Linked DNA regions of Hordeum vulgare: region 2 is linked to region 1. A link is a contact called in public Hi-C data. All regions are on one chromosome and are shown on one strand. The core of a region is the stretch at or near the end of the contact, and the rest is flanking DNA. Distances in the headings are between cores, read along the strand shown.

Region 1 (7,540 bases), core at 957-3,456:
GAGTGTAGGCCTAATAATTGCTACGACAAGGAGTAAGCTATTTAGAGTGAAGTAAGGCAAGCGGTAAACAACAATCAAATACAAGTACGTAATAAGGATTAACACAAGTAGAGAGTTAGGGTTAGGAATAACCGAAACTCCAAGAGAGACAAGGATGTATCCCGATGTTCACTTCCTTGGAGGGAAGCTACGTCACCGTTAGAGGGGCGGATGTTACCACGAAGGCACACCAACGCCACGAAGGCTCACCCTATTCTCCCTTTGAGATAACTCCACGAATGCGTTTCTCAACCACTAGTGGTAAGCCTTGAGGTGGCTTCCAAACCTTCACAAACTTTCCGGGGAAATCACAATGGTTTGATTCCTCTCTGAAGACTCCTACCGCCTAGGAGTCTCCAACCTCCAAGAGTAACAAGATCACGGGGATTGCTCAAAACTTCTTCAGATCACAAATCACCTTGGTGGGAAGGAGGAGAGGGAGACGATCTATCTTTTGATTGGAACAACACTCAAAGGGACTCACAAATGCTCTTGGGATCTAAGATTTGGTGTAGACAAGAGTGAGTGAGAAGAAAGGTGTTCTTGGATGTGTTCTAGCTGTGTTGAACACCCTCTCACCAAGTGGGAGAGGGGTATATATAGTGGGGAGTGTAAAACAGTCGTTGGGGACACTTTAAGTCACACAGGGTCCGGACGTCCGGCGGTTTACAGAAGTCCGGGCGTCCGCAAGGGGTTGGACGTCCGACAAGGGTCGGTCGTCCGAGGGCTATAGATATGACTGGAAACACTGTGAATTGAACAACGACCGGACGTCCGGAGAAGGCCGGAAATCCGAGTTATTTGACTTAACTTCTTCTGGTGGGAGGTTCCGGATTTCCGAAAGGGGACGGACGTCCGGCCCTCGGACGTCCGGAGGGAGCCGGAAATCCGAGTTATAGAGCTCACGTTCTTCTGGTGCAGGGCTCCGGATTTCCGAAGCAGGTCGGTCTTCCGGCCCTCGGATGTCCGGAGGGAGCCGGAAATCCGAGTTATATGACTCAAATTCTTCTGGTGGAGAGCTTCGTATTTCCGAAGCGTGTCGGACGTTCGGCCCTCGGATGTCCGGAGGGAGCCGGAAGTCCGAGGCAATAGACCTGTTTTGAGATAGGAGCAGAGTAGAGAATATGTGGTATTGAGCAGGATAGTGAAGATGTGGTATGAGCAAGTTCATCGCAAAACGTGTGATCCCCTCTTAATAGTGTGGGATCCCTATACTCAATAATAGTAAACTCAAAAGGATAGTCTACATCATCTTTTATCAATCCCGAGCCTTCTTGACATATAAATCCCGATCTTCTCAGACCACCTTTGGCACATAATTCTCAATCTACTAAATTACTTGCCATCCTGAGATACACTCAACAAATAGGATTAGTTTCCTATGTATGTGTTGTCATTAACACCAAAAGTCGATTAGTGGCATAGCATGCACTTTCACCTGTGCCCTGCATGGTGTAAGAGCTTATCCCAGCTAGCCTCTTTTCCATCCTGAGACGACCCTCGGGCGAGGTGGATCAGACGCCAAAACTGCAGGTGGAATATGGCCCAATCCTAACAGAGTAAAGGCTCGTGACGAGGGAGGTTACAAGCTCCTCGGTGAGGAGGTGGCGGGTCAGTCCCTGCGCAGTCGCCGGACAAGATGGCGTAACGACCAGGTGGAACGGAGGCCTCAGATCTATGGGTAAAAAAAACTCGTGCTGGGCGATAGAGGAAAAGCGTCGACTCGTATGGCAATCTCGGTGACGTGTATGGAATGGACATGAGAGATGAAGAGAGTTAATTCACGGAGAGATTATAGGGTGTGGACCAATAAATCAGATAGTTAATATGAGGCTTGATTTAAGGCTAGCTATAGTAAGAGTAACTTAGGTACTAGTATCATGTACTTGAAACTAACAAACATGCTGATGTGGCAGACAATTAAAGAAGAGAGAGAAAATGTTAGAGTAACATAAATAGATACCGTAACATGTTAAATGTTAGTCTACTATGTGTCACGCATGTTAATAAATAAGGTCATCTATTCTCCATCATGACCAGCCTAAGGGCATCTCTGAGCAGTGAGATTAAATACACATAAACTTTTCCCGACGAGTGTGACAGATGGTTTCCCGACGAGACCAGACTTTTGTAGGGAAGTGTTTCCCAAAAAGAAAGTGCCGTGGACGCTACCCGTCTCCTCGCGTTCTCTGTGGCGCAAATCAAACCTCCTCCGTAAGAAGCCAAGCGAGGTGGGACTCTACCGTAATAAACACGCGGTGCTGCCGACGCGCACAAAGCCTGACCTCCCATCTCCGCAGTCCGCACCCCTTCCTCCGGCGGCCATGGCGGCCTCCACGTCAGCGACGGCCGCCGTGTCCTTCTCTCTTCCGTCGTACCCGCGCCGCGGGCTGCGCCGCCTCCGCCGCCGCCCGTCCCTCCGCGCCGCCTCCACTGCGGCGCCCCCGTCCCCCGACCTCTCCATCCAGCTCTCTCCCCGCCCTTCCCCGCGCTCCTCGCCTCCCGTAGTACCCTCCCTCGCCCGCGACCGGGCAGATGACCTGCAGGCCGAGTCCCGCGCCATGACCCGAGCCGCTGCCGCCACCGTCTACACCCCCGAGCTACTCGCCTCCCGCTACGGCTCCCAACCTTTCCAGGCAAACCCTGGACTCAATCTCCAAGCATTCTTTAACCTCGATCTAGCTAAGGGTAGCATCCGAGGCTCTCAGAATCTGACATACATGGTGTGGATTGCCTGCTGTGTAATTAGGTGGCGCTGAGAGCGGCGGAGGTGCTCTCGAAGCTGGGGGCATTCGGGCTAACGCTGCTGCTCGACCAGCAGAGGGGGGAGTCGTCCTCATCAGCGAAGAGGCGTGCCAGGGCGGTCGAGCTGCGAACCATACTGACAAGGCTTGGCCCGACGTTCGTCAAGATTGGACAGGGGTTGTCCACGCGGCCTGATCTCTGCCCGACTGAGTATCTTGAGGAGCTCTCCGAGCTGCAGGTGGACCTTCTTTCTTGCCAGTGCTTAGTGCTCATGATACGAAATTATTGTTGTGAAAATACTGAATAATTCTTGCTTTCTCCGGTCAGATATGGTTAATCCCTGTGTACGTTCTTTTAAGATAGAAATGTTTGATAGAATACTTTGGATCGGATCGGTTTGATCTTCTGCTAGTAGAGAGTAGAAGATGGGAGTTATACCTACTCCTTGGCTCGAGGACCCCGAACCTGACGCCATCGCAGAGGGGCGACGGTGATGACGGCAGAGAGAGAGGTGGTGGCGTCGGTTGTCAGGCTCAGCACAAGTGCAGAAACAGAGTCCAGTTAAGTTCAGTTATCCAACGGTGCAGACCCTCTCCTCGCGTACCGCTTCGTCGAGAGCCGTAGGATATTTACTGTAGTAAGTCCATTGTCGGGCTGTAGCATTTCTTACCCCTTTTCGGTAAAACCTTTGAGCCTATTAATAGCTGCCGGGATGTGGCTAGCTGGACATGAATTGATCTTCTTCCTTGTCTGAGAACAAGCATATACTGGGAATATACGTTAGCTCGGGAGAACTTTCCCCTTTCCTTCCTAAATACATCTCTATAGTTCATCAGGTCATGACATAATTGGTATCAAATGCAGGCGATCCTCAGCCACAAGGTGATGGAGTGACATAATTCGTTCCCCGATCCACGAGTCCCACCCCTTTCCCACCCTTTTCCCACCCCATAGTGGACGATCGGCATAGTTATGGCGGCGTTGGCGGCGGTGTTCGAGTCCTGTTAGTTTTCTGGTGGCGCTGGTGGCGGTGTTTTGTTCGGGCATAGATCAGTCGAGCAGGAGTGGTTGATCGAACAAATTGTTTGATCGGTAAAATTCCAGGTCCTTGCGCTGATTTGTATGCTTTTGGAGGCGTGGATCTAGGCGGCGGCAGGATCTGAGTTGTCTGGAAGGGTTGCTGATTATCCAGTGGTAAAATTCCTAACCTGTGACTTAGATCGAGGCGATGGGACGCAAAGCAGCTTTAGATGAAGCTGATGTGCAAGAAATCTTGTCCTTAAGGGATGAATTCGGTGTTCTGCAAAAGGACAATGCTAGCCTGCGCAGTGATGTGTCCAAGTTGCAGGAAGACATGCATTCCATCGATTCCAAGCAAGGTGACATCTCAACACATGTGGGCAGTATTGAGAAAGCAGTCTTAGATCTGAGTAAACAGTTGTCAGCTATCAGTCAGTCTTTGCAAACCTTGATTCCACCTGGGGGACAAATTGGAGGAGTCACTAATATAGCCAGTTCTAGTCAGACAGCTCGTTCCCCTACTCTGCACCAAGAAGATATACAAGAGCAACAGTTGAGAAAGGAATTCTTGAGGAAGCAGTTGGAGTTGGAAAAGGAAAAAACCAAACAGCTGGAAGAGATTCAGACACAACAGTTACCACCTCTGAAGGTACATAGGCAAACTTTTCCTCCTGGGTATGACAATCAACAGAGAACAGATCATGTGAGTGCTATGGGAACACCTGCAACAGCAAGAGATGGTGGTCACACCCCTGTTTTGAACAAATATTACCAAACCAATAGAGACAGACAGATGTGGCAGGGCTATTATAGGAATTATGAGAATGACATGCAATCTCAGTTTATGAAATCTATGACAAAAGGGCCAAAACTGGATTTCCCTAGATTTGAAGGAACAGATCCAGTAGGGTCGATCAGGCAGTGTAACAAGTACTTTCAGATGTCAGCAACTCCTGAAGAATATAAAGTTTCTCTAGCACAACTATATGTTATTGGTGAAGCTGACACATGGCTAAGAAGATCTGGAATTCTTAAGAAACAACTGACTTGGAAATAATTCTGTGCTGAACTGATCAAGAGATTTTCTGCACAAGGTTCTTATGACTTAACAGAGAAGTTTAACTCTGCAAAGCAAGGGAACAACACTGTATCTGAATATACAAAAATGTTTGAGGATTTAATGGCTGATGTGCAAGAGGAAAACCCTGAACTTAATGAGTTATGGTTTGTGAGATGCTATGTTAATGGCCTCAGAGAAGGAATCAAGTTTCAAATCCGACCATTGAGACCACAATCTCTCACTGATGCTTACTGGCTGGCCAAAGATGTGGAACCTTGTCACCCTCCTCTTCCTAGCTTTCCTAAAAGAACTGGGTTAGCATATTCCAATTTCTATCAAAAACCTAACAGCAACAATGTGGCACAAAAATTTTCTACTGTGTCTACTGCTTCTGGATCACAAACTACAACAAAGCAACCTGATACTTATCAAAAAATCAGGAAGGTGGGAGAGTGTTGGAGATGTGGTGATAAGTGGATGCATGGTCATAAATGCAAATTAGTTCCTAATGTCCATTTGATGCAACCAGAAACAGAAGAACCCATGCCACAAGAGATGGAAGAGATGAACAATCAGGAGCCTCCTGAAACCTTATCTGAAGGAGAGCAAGCTATGTTTATCTCTGCTTTTGCTATGGGTCATCAAATGACTGTTCCTACTCCTACTGTGGTGATTCACATTAATGGAAAAAGAGCTGTTGCATTGCTTGACTCTGGTAGCACATCTTCTTTCCTCAACCAAGATTTTGCAATCAATGCTAATTGTCAGTTGTTACCAGTTAAACCAAGAACTATATCTGTAGCTGGGGGAGGAACCTTGATTTCTGATGCAGTATCACCAAATTGTGAATTTCAGTTGGGTAAACTTAAACTACAACACAATTTCAGAATTATATCACTTCCAAGTCATGATGCTATCCTAGGGTATGATTGGTTTATAGCTGTCAGTCCTGTTTCTTTTGATATACCCAAGCAACAATTCAGTTTTACTGTACAAGAACAACAAACAGTTACTACTGCCATGTTTACAAACGCTACCAATGTTAAGGAAGTGAAATCTGAGAAAATGAACAAGCTGTTGGACAAAGGAGTGGAAGTGTTCTTATTGCAAATCCAGAATATCATGATGAGTGCACCTGAGGGTTGCAAAACTCCACCACAAGTGCAAAAGCTGCTAATGGAGTATGCTGATCTGTTTGAAGAACCTAAAACCCTTCCACCCCAGAGAACACTGGATCACACTATTCCTCTAGCCCCAGGGGCCACTCCTCCTCAGTGTAGGCCTTATAGAGTGCCTCAACACCAGAAACAAGAAATGGAAGAGCAGATTAAGAAGCTACTGGCTGCTCATTTTATCAGGCATAGCCAGAGTCCTTATGCAGCTCCTGTTATATTAGTTAAGAAAAAGGATGGATCTATGAGACTCTGTACTGATTTCAGAAGGCTCAATGCATTAACAGTTAAAAACAAATTCCCTATACCTGTAATAGAGGATCTGTTAGATGAGTTACATGGAGCTGCCTACTTCTCTAAGCTGGACCTTAGATCTGGTTATCATCAAATCAGAATGAAACCTGAAGATATACACAAAACTGCATTCAGGGCATTTTTGGGTCATTTTGAGTATTTGGTGATGCCTTTTGGATTATCAAATGCTCCTGGCACTTTTCAAGAACTTATGAACACAATATTTGCTCCCTACTTGAGGAAGTTTGTGTTAGTTTTCTTTGATGATATTCTGATATTCAGCAAAAATCTCAAGGAACATTTGGAACACATCAAGATTGTTTTGGAAACATTAAAGGAACATAGCTTGTTTGCCAAACTATCTAAATGTGTTTTTGCTGCTCAACAAGTGGAATACTTAGGTCATGTCATTTCTGCTGAAGGAGTAGCCACTGATCCAAAGAAAATATCTGCTATTGTAGAGTGGCCTGTGCCTGATACAGTCACTAAGCTCAGAAGCTTTTTGGGCCTAGCTGGGTATTACAGGAGATTCATAAAAGGATATGGATTAATATGTAGACCCTTGCATGATGTTCTCAAAAAGGGCAACTTCTCCTGGCAATCAGCACAAGAGGCAGCCTTCAGACAGTTACAACAAGCATTGATTTCTGCTCCAGTCCTAGCTCTACCTGATTTTTCTCAACCTTTTGTATTGGAGACTGATGCTTCTGGCAAAGGTATTGGAGCTGTGTTAATGCAACAAGGAAGACCCATTTTTTACTACAGTGCTGCATTATGCCCTAGAAATGCTGCACTATCCACCTATGAAAAAGAAGCTTTAGCTATTCTGGAAGCTTTGAAAAGATGGAGACACTATCTATTGGGAAATAATCTTACTATCAAAACAGATCAGCAATCCTTAAAGTTCATCACTGATCAAAAGTTGACTGAAGGAATCCAACATAAATTGATGATGAAGTTGCTAGAATTCAATTTTACTATCCAGTATAAGAAATGAGTGTACAACAAAGTAGCTGATGCTCTTTCCAGAGTACTTCCTGGATGTATGGCTATTTCTACAGCAACTCCTATGTGGGCTGAGGACTTGCTGGACAGCTATCAAAGAGATGCTGACAGTAAAAACTTGTTGGAAAAATTACTCTTACAGCCTGATCACAAAGATGGTGATTATTCTCTTCATTCAGGTATTATCAGATACAAAGGGAAAATA
Region 2 (6,850 bases), core at 1,907-4,406, 99 kb before region 1:
CGATCCGCCCCCGAGCATTTTTTTACCCAGGTTCGGGCCGCTTAGTGCGTAAAACCCTACTCCTACCTTGTTTGTCGTAGTAGGTGTTTGCTGTAGGATTACTTGCTACAGTGATTGCTTACTAGCCAATGCCCAATGTGTCTAACCCCTTTAGTGTCTAATAAAACCCCTTAGAACTGAGCCTTGGGCCTACTTTTATAGGCAAAGGGGTCACCAACATTGCTCAACAGTGGGTTCACGAGCTGCACAGTGAACAGGGTTCACTGTTATCCATCTACCGCGGTGTTAGGGGCAGTAAATGCTTCGTCAGTCTCCTGACCTGCATCACGATGGTATCGACACGTACCCAGGTGTTTCGACACCTAGGTGTTGTGATGGCGCATGAGGGATGTGTTGGCGCTGTGGTAGTCGGTGGCACTGTGGCGGGAGGGAACACCCGTCGGGCGAAGGGGGCTTGCCGGGCTGGTGCCCTCGTCAGTGGCCTAGTCTACCTTCTCGGCAAGGAAGGCTTGTCGGGGCCTTGTCTATCTTCCCCGCAAGGAGGACTTGCCGGAGCCTTGGATATCCTCCCGGCAAGAAAGGCTTGCCGGGGCCTTGGATGTCTTCCCGGCAAGAAGGGCTTGCCGAGGCTTGTAGCTTAGACTTTTTCCTCACACCCTTGTAGGGGTGTGGCCGTGGTAAGCTTGGGGATCAATCTTCCTGCCAGCCTTCGTCGTGCCTTGCCGTCAAAGGGGTTGCCGACGCCCGTGCACAAGTCTGGGGCACAGGAGACCCCAGTCTTCAGTACACCGACACACTGCCTTGGAGGTACTACCAGAGCTTGGTGGGATGGACTCAAGGTCATGCAAAGCGAGCGTGTTATCACCTGGGATGATTTCAAGCAAGGATTTTGCACCGCCCACATCCCTTCTGGGATTATAGCTATCAGGAAGTGGGAATTTTGAGTGCTGAAGCAAGGAAGTGGTTGTGTCAAGGAGTACCTACAGAAGTTCAACCTGTTGTCAAGATATGTGTCTGATGATGTCAACACCAAGGTAGCCAAGATAGAACGCTTCATGGAAGGACTCCAACAATCACTGCAGTATCAACTTGTTGTCTAGGACTCCCGGACTTTTCTTCGAGCTAGTGAACAAGGCCCTTATGCTTGAAGACAAGCCTCGTGCCATGGAAGACACAAGCAAGCGCAAGATGATCAACAACGGTAGTTCCAGCAACTAGAAGACTCGCCCCTCGCAACCAGCCCCGGCAAAGACAAGCTACCGGCCTTAATAGGCCAAGACTCTTACACCTCGCCCGAGCTATCAGCCTGAGCAGTATGACAACCCCAGGATGGCATACAACAACCCCAACAACAATGGTGGCAACAACAACAACTCAGGCCAAGTCACTTGTTTTGGTTGTGGTCAACCAGGGCACTACTCGATGTCGTGCCCCGACAAGAAGCCTGACGCACTGCACCCCAATGCGCCAAATCAAGGACAAAGTCGTGGAGCGCCACCCACAAACCAAGCTCCCCGCAACCATACCAACAATGGCAAAGCTCATGTGAACCACGTCATCGCAAGAAGACCCGAACGTTATACTTGGTACGTTCCTTGTCAACTCAACCCCGACAATAGTTCTGTTTGATTGTGGTGCTTCACATCCTTTTGTTACCCAAAAGTTTACGCTAGACAGTGGTATGAATCCTACACCTTTGGGTAGTCACATGATGGTATAAACCCCGTGTAATAGCCCCAATGCAATACCTTCCCCCTTTTGTATATTTTCCTTGTATGGCAACCTGTTATGTTTTCTCAGAGGTGGAATATGATTGATCTTGCCTTCATTATCTCTTGCATCATGGCATCATGCATAACATCATTCATCTTTGTTTTGTGATGCACCTTGGTGTTTGTAAGTGTGAGTGCAATGTGTGTATGTGACTTGGTGTTTCAAATATAATTGGGTGCAACAAGATCCAACTCAAAACCCTCTTGTTGCAACATAGCACCTAAAACCCTTCTTTCTTTTATTTTGTGGCAGATTTACAAGTTTCTGTTTTGCCTCCATAAAAATGTTCCTTCCCTTTGAAAAATTATATTGTTAAAAGTGGTGTGCACCCCCTCAGGTTTTATTTTATTTCCCTTTTGGTTTAAATTTAAACAGAGCCTTATTTTAAATAAAAGTTATTTATTTTTGCTCTGCTAAAAATGCCCAATGTATTTTTATAAATTGTGGCATATTTTTGGCAAACCAAATGTATTTTTATTTTCCTCAAAACATTTTCCTGTCAGCCCCAGTAATTATTCAAAAGCCCTGCTATTTTTATTTTGCAAAAGTGTTATGCATAGTGGGAGAGTAGTCGGCCCAACTGTTGTTCGATTTTGGCCCACATCCATGCCGGCGACACCTTCCTCCTCGTGTGCGTCAGCACTGTATGAACGCTAGCACCACCACCGATCGCTCTCCTCTCTCAATCAGACGTCCGGGAGCTCAGGGTTCGAGCTATATAGCAGCCCTAGCCTCTCTAAACCCTAGCCTCACCATTTCCCTCCTCCTATCCCACCTAGCGCCGTCAGGGCGTGAGGGCGAGCCCCCGAGCACCACCACCAACGCCATGGATAGGCCCTGCTCAAGCTCATCGCCGGCGTAGGACGCCGTATTCTTCTTCCCCGACTGCACCAAGAGCACGCGGACATCAAGGGTGTCCCGTTCCCGTGAAGATCGGACGCCAGGAACGACTACCTCGACGTCCCCGACGACCGACTATTATTCCACCTCCGGCGACCTCTTCTGCACCACATCATCATCGACACTGCCCGTACCTCTCCAACACGCGAGCCCCTCTTCTCTCCACCCTGGGTGAGCGCGCCTCATCTGCTCTCCCCCTTGCCTCTCTGCGATCCGTCGCCGCGTTAGATCGAAGAGCCGCCGGAGTTGCACCAGTGAGCCGCGTAGCCGTAACCGCTCGCGCGCAGCCGCGTGTATGCATGCATGTTGCATAGGCCACGGAGATGTCGTCTGCTTCGTAGCCGCGTAGCGTAGCGTCGTAACTCTGCGTAACCCTCCGAGCGGATCCCCGCGTAGCCGCCGGCGTGAGTGTGTGTTTGCACCAGTAGTTCGTCGCTGGTGCATCTCTATTAAACAGAGAAGGCACCTCCTTTTGACATATTGTCTTAGGTGGATCCCCTCATTCGGTATATCCACCTGAGTAGCCCAGCTGGTTCCAGCACTAAGCAGTGGCCAAGATGTCACGGGTTCGATACCCGCTTTTCCTTTACTGCATTTTTCCTTTGGTGTGTTAGTGGTGTGGTTTATTTACCTCGTTTGATGCCTCTGTACTGGCAAGTACATGCAGCCTATCCGAGCGACAGCCACAGCGAATGTCGTTAAGGGTTCGAGCTCCTCGCACGCCCTTTTTATTAAGTATATACTCCCTGTTAGCACAGCTAATCGACCCTAGCTCAGTGGTGCTTCCCTCTGTTGTGTACAGAGACGTGGTGGCTTCGACCGCTTCGACCCCCACTACACCCTATTTTAATGTCATGCACTGAGGGGGCCTCGTATCTATGACCATATTAATCTGTGTTGATATTATTTTTGTTTGTATGGTATTTTCTATTTGGAATATATCCAGAATTGGAATATGCCAAATCTGACACCAATTTGACATCTAAGTGATTTAGGATTTAGAGTAGTTTTTCTTTTCTGTTTTGTGGTAGTTGTATACATGCAAGTACTACTCCCTCTTTTAATTTCCTCTCTAGTTGCTCTAGTGTGCCACTAACAAGTGGGCCACAGGGCCCACATGTCATGCACTGAGGGGGCCTCGTGTCTATGACCATATTAATCTGTGTTGATATTATTTTTGTTTGTATGGTATTTTCTATTTGGAATATATCCAAAATTGGAATATGCCAAATCTGACACCGATTTGACATCTAAGTGATTTAGGATTTAGAGTAGTTTTTCTTTTCTGTTTTGTGGTAGTTGTATACATGCAAGTACTACTCCCTCTTTTAATTTCCTCTCTAGTTGCTCTAGTGTGCCACTAACAAGTGGGCCACAGGGCCCACATGTCATGCACTGAGGGGGCCTCGTGTCTATGACCAGTGGGACCCCCCTGTCATATTAATCTGTGTTGATATTGTTTTTGTTTGTGTGGTATTTTCTATTTGGAATATATCCAGAATTGGAATATTGCCAAATCTGGCACCCTAAGTGATTTAGGATTTAGAGTAGTTTTTCTTTTCTGTTTTGTGGTAGTTGTATACATGCAAGTACTGCTCCCTCTTTTAATTTCCTCCGTTAGTTGCTCTAGTGTGCCACTAACAAGTGGGCCACAGGGCCCACATGTCATGCACTGAGGGGGCCCTCGTGTCTATGACCAGTGGGACCCCCCTGTCACATTAATCTATGTTGATATTGTTTTTGTTTGTGTGGTATTTCATATTTCGAATATATCCAGAATTGGAATATGCCAAATCTGGCACCGATTTGACATATAAGTGATTTAGGATTTAGAGTAGATTTTCTTTTCTGTTTTGTGGTAGTTGTATACATGCAAGTACTACTCCCTCTTTTAATTTCCTTCGTTAGTTGTTCTAGTGTGCCACTAACAAGTGGGCCACAGGGCCCACATGTCATGCACTGAGGGGGCCCTCGTGTCTATGACCAGTGGAACCCCCTGTCATATTAATCTGTGTTGATATTGTTTTTGTTTGTGTGGTATTTCCTATTTGGAATATATCCGGAATTGGAAAATGCCAAATCTCGCACTGATTTGACATATAAGTGATTTTGAATTTAGAGTAGTTTTTCTTTTCTGTTTTGTGGTAGTTGTATACATGCAAGTACTACTCCCTCTTTTAATTTCCTCTCTAGTTGCTCTAGTGTGCCACTAACAAGTGGGCCACAGGGCCCACATGTCATGCATTTAGGGGGGCTCGTGTCTATGACCAGTGGGACCCCCTTGTCATATTAATCTGTGTTGATATTGTTTTTGTTTGTGTGGTATTTTCTATTTGGAATATATCCAGAATTGGAATATTGCCAAATCTGGCACCCTAAGTGATTTAGGATTTAGAGTAGTTTTTCTTTTCTGTTTTGTGGTAGTTGTATACATGCAAGTACTGCTCCCTCTTTTAATTTCCTCCGTTAGTTGCTCTAGTGTGCCACTAACAAGTGGGCCACAGGGCCCACATGTCATGCACTGAGGGGGCCCTCGTGTCTATAACCAGTGGGACCCCCTGTCACATTAATCTATGTTGATATTGTTTTTGTTTGTGTGGTATTTCATATTTCGAATATATCCAGAATTGGAATATGCCAAATCTGGCACCGATTTGACATATAAGTGATTTAGGATTTAGAGTAGATTTTCTTTTCTGTTTTGTGGTAGTTGTATACATGCAAGTACTACTCCCTCTTTTAATTTCCTTCGTTAGTTGTTCTAGTGTGCCAATAACAAGTGGGCCACAGGGCCCACATGTCATGCACTGAGGGGGCCCTCGTGTCTATGACCAGTGGAACCCCCTGTCATATTAATCTGTGTTGATATTGTTTTTGTTTGTGTGGTATTTCCTATTTGGAATATATCCGGAATTGGAAAATGCCAAATCTCGCACTGATTTGACATATAAGTGATTTTGGATTTAGAGTAGTTTTTCTTTTCTGTTTTGTGGTAGTTGTATACATGCAAGTACTACTCCCTCTTTTAATTTCCTCCATTAGTTGCTCTAGTGTGCCACTAACAAGTGGGCCAGAGGGACCACATGTCATGCACTAAGGGGGCCCTCGTGTCTATGACCAGTGGGACCCCCCCCCGTCATATTAATCTGTGTTGATATTGTTTTTGTTTGTGTGGTATTTCCTATTGTTTTTGTTCTTTTCTGTTTTGTGGTAGTTGTATACATGCAAGTATAGTGGTGTGATATACGATTTTGGGGTAGAAGAACCCAAGGAATCCAATGGTGGCATTGGATTTCACTTTTGAGAAAGTTTGCAAAATTGCCATTATGTGATGAGGTGGCATTTCGCTAGTTGTGTAGGATTATTTTTGTGCATTTTTTGAAGTTTGCATTACACATACATCATATTGGTTGTTGCATTATCATTTGCTGGTGTTTATTGGATGCTTGTTTCTTTTGGGTAGCAACGTGTGCTGGGAACGAGTTCGAGGTTTCCGTTGAGTACGTTCAGGAGGATAAAGAGCAGTTCCAGTGTGAAGATTTCACGGGCAAGATGATCGTGACCGTGACACTGTTTCTAGCTTTTTTATGCCTAGTTGAATCAGTTCCATCATTATTCACCGCTACCTACCACTTGATTATTAAGCCTCCAAACATTGCCATGAAACCTCTTACCTCCACCTCCTAGCAAATATTGTTTGGCTAAGTTAGCGCCTGCTCTTTTAATTTCCTCCGTTAGTTGCTCTAGTGTGCCACTAACAAGTGGGCCACAAGGCCAACATGTCATGCACTAAGGGGGCCCTCGTGTCTATGACCAGTGGGACCCCCCTGTCATATTAATCTGTGTTGATATTGTTTTTGTTTGTGTGGTATTTCCTATTTGGAATATATCCAGAATTGGAATATGCCAAATCTGGCACCGATTTGACATATAAGTGATTTAGGATTTAGAGTAGTTTTTCTTTTCTGTTTTGTGGTAGTTGTATACATGCAAGTATAGTGGTGTGATATATGATTTTGGGGTAGAAGAACCCTAGGAATCCAATGGTGGCATTGGATTTCACTTTTGAGCAATTTTGCAACATTGCCATTATGTGATGAGGTGGCATTTCGCTAGTTGTGTAGGATTATTTTTGTGCATGCTTTGAAGTTTGCATTACACATACATCATATTGGTT

What was found. Hi-C and Micro-C count contacts between places; a contact is called where the count stands out from the background.
Region 2: a Hi-C map of seedling shows a contact between it and region 1, with 3 times the contacts expected there. The contact joins the enhancer-like site here to the promoter of LOC123428881 in region 1. A contact is called at or near these places in 2 of 6 Hi-C or Micro-C datasets (leaf and seedling).

What each region holds. Positions count from the first base shown.
Region 1 is chr1H:212,430,159-212,437,698 of MorexV3_pseudomolecules_assembly, reverse strand. It overlaps LOC123428881 (protein ACTIVITY OF BC1 COMPLEX KINASE 3, chloroplastic), which reads left to right and starts at 2,206. Exons shown (of 7, transcript XM_045112993.1): 1 at 2,206-2,675; 2 at 2,789-3,022. The coding sequence starts at 2,364.
Region 2 is chr1H:212,531,292-212,538,141 of MorexV3_pseudomolecules_assembly, reverse strand. No RefSeq gene overlaps it. Among protein-coding and RNA genes, the nearest start is that of LOC123428881, 99 kb to the right of the region's middle. Within about 2 kb of position 3,156, at least 3 of the 3 cell types and tissues checked have open chromatin away from gene starts, as enhancers often do. A contact at or near this core is called in leaf and seedling, where this site is marked.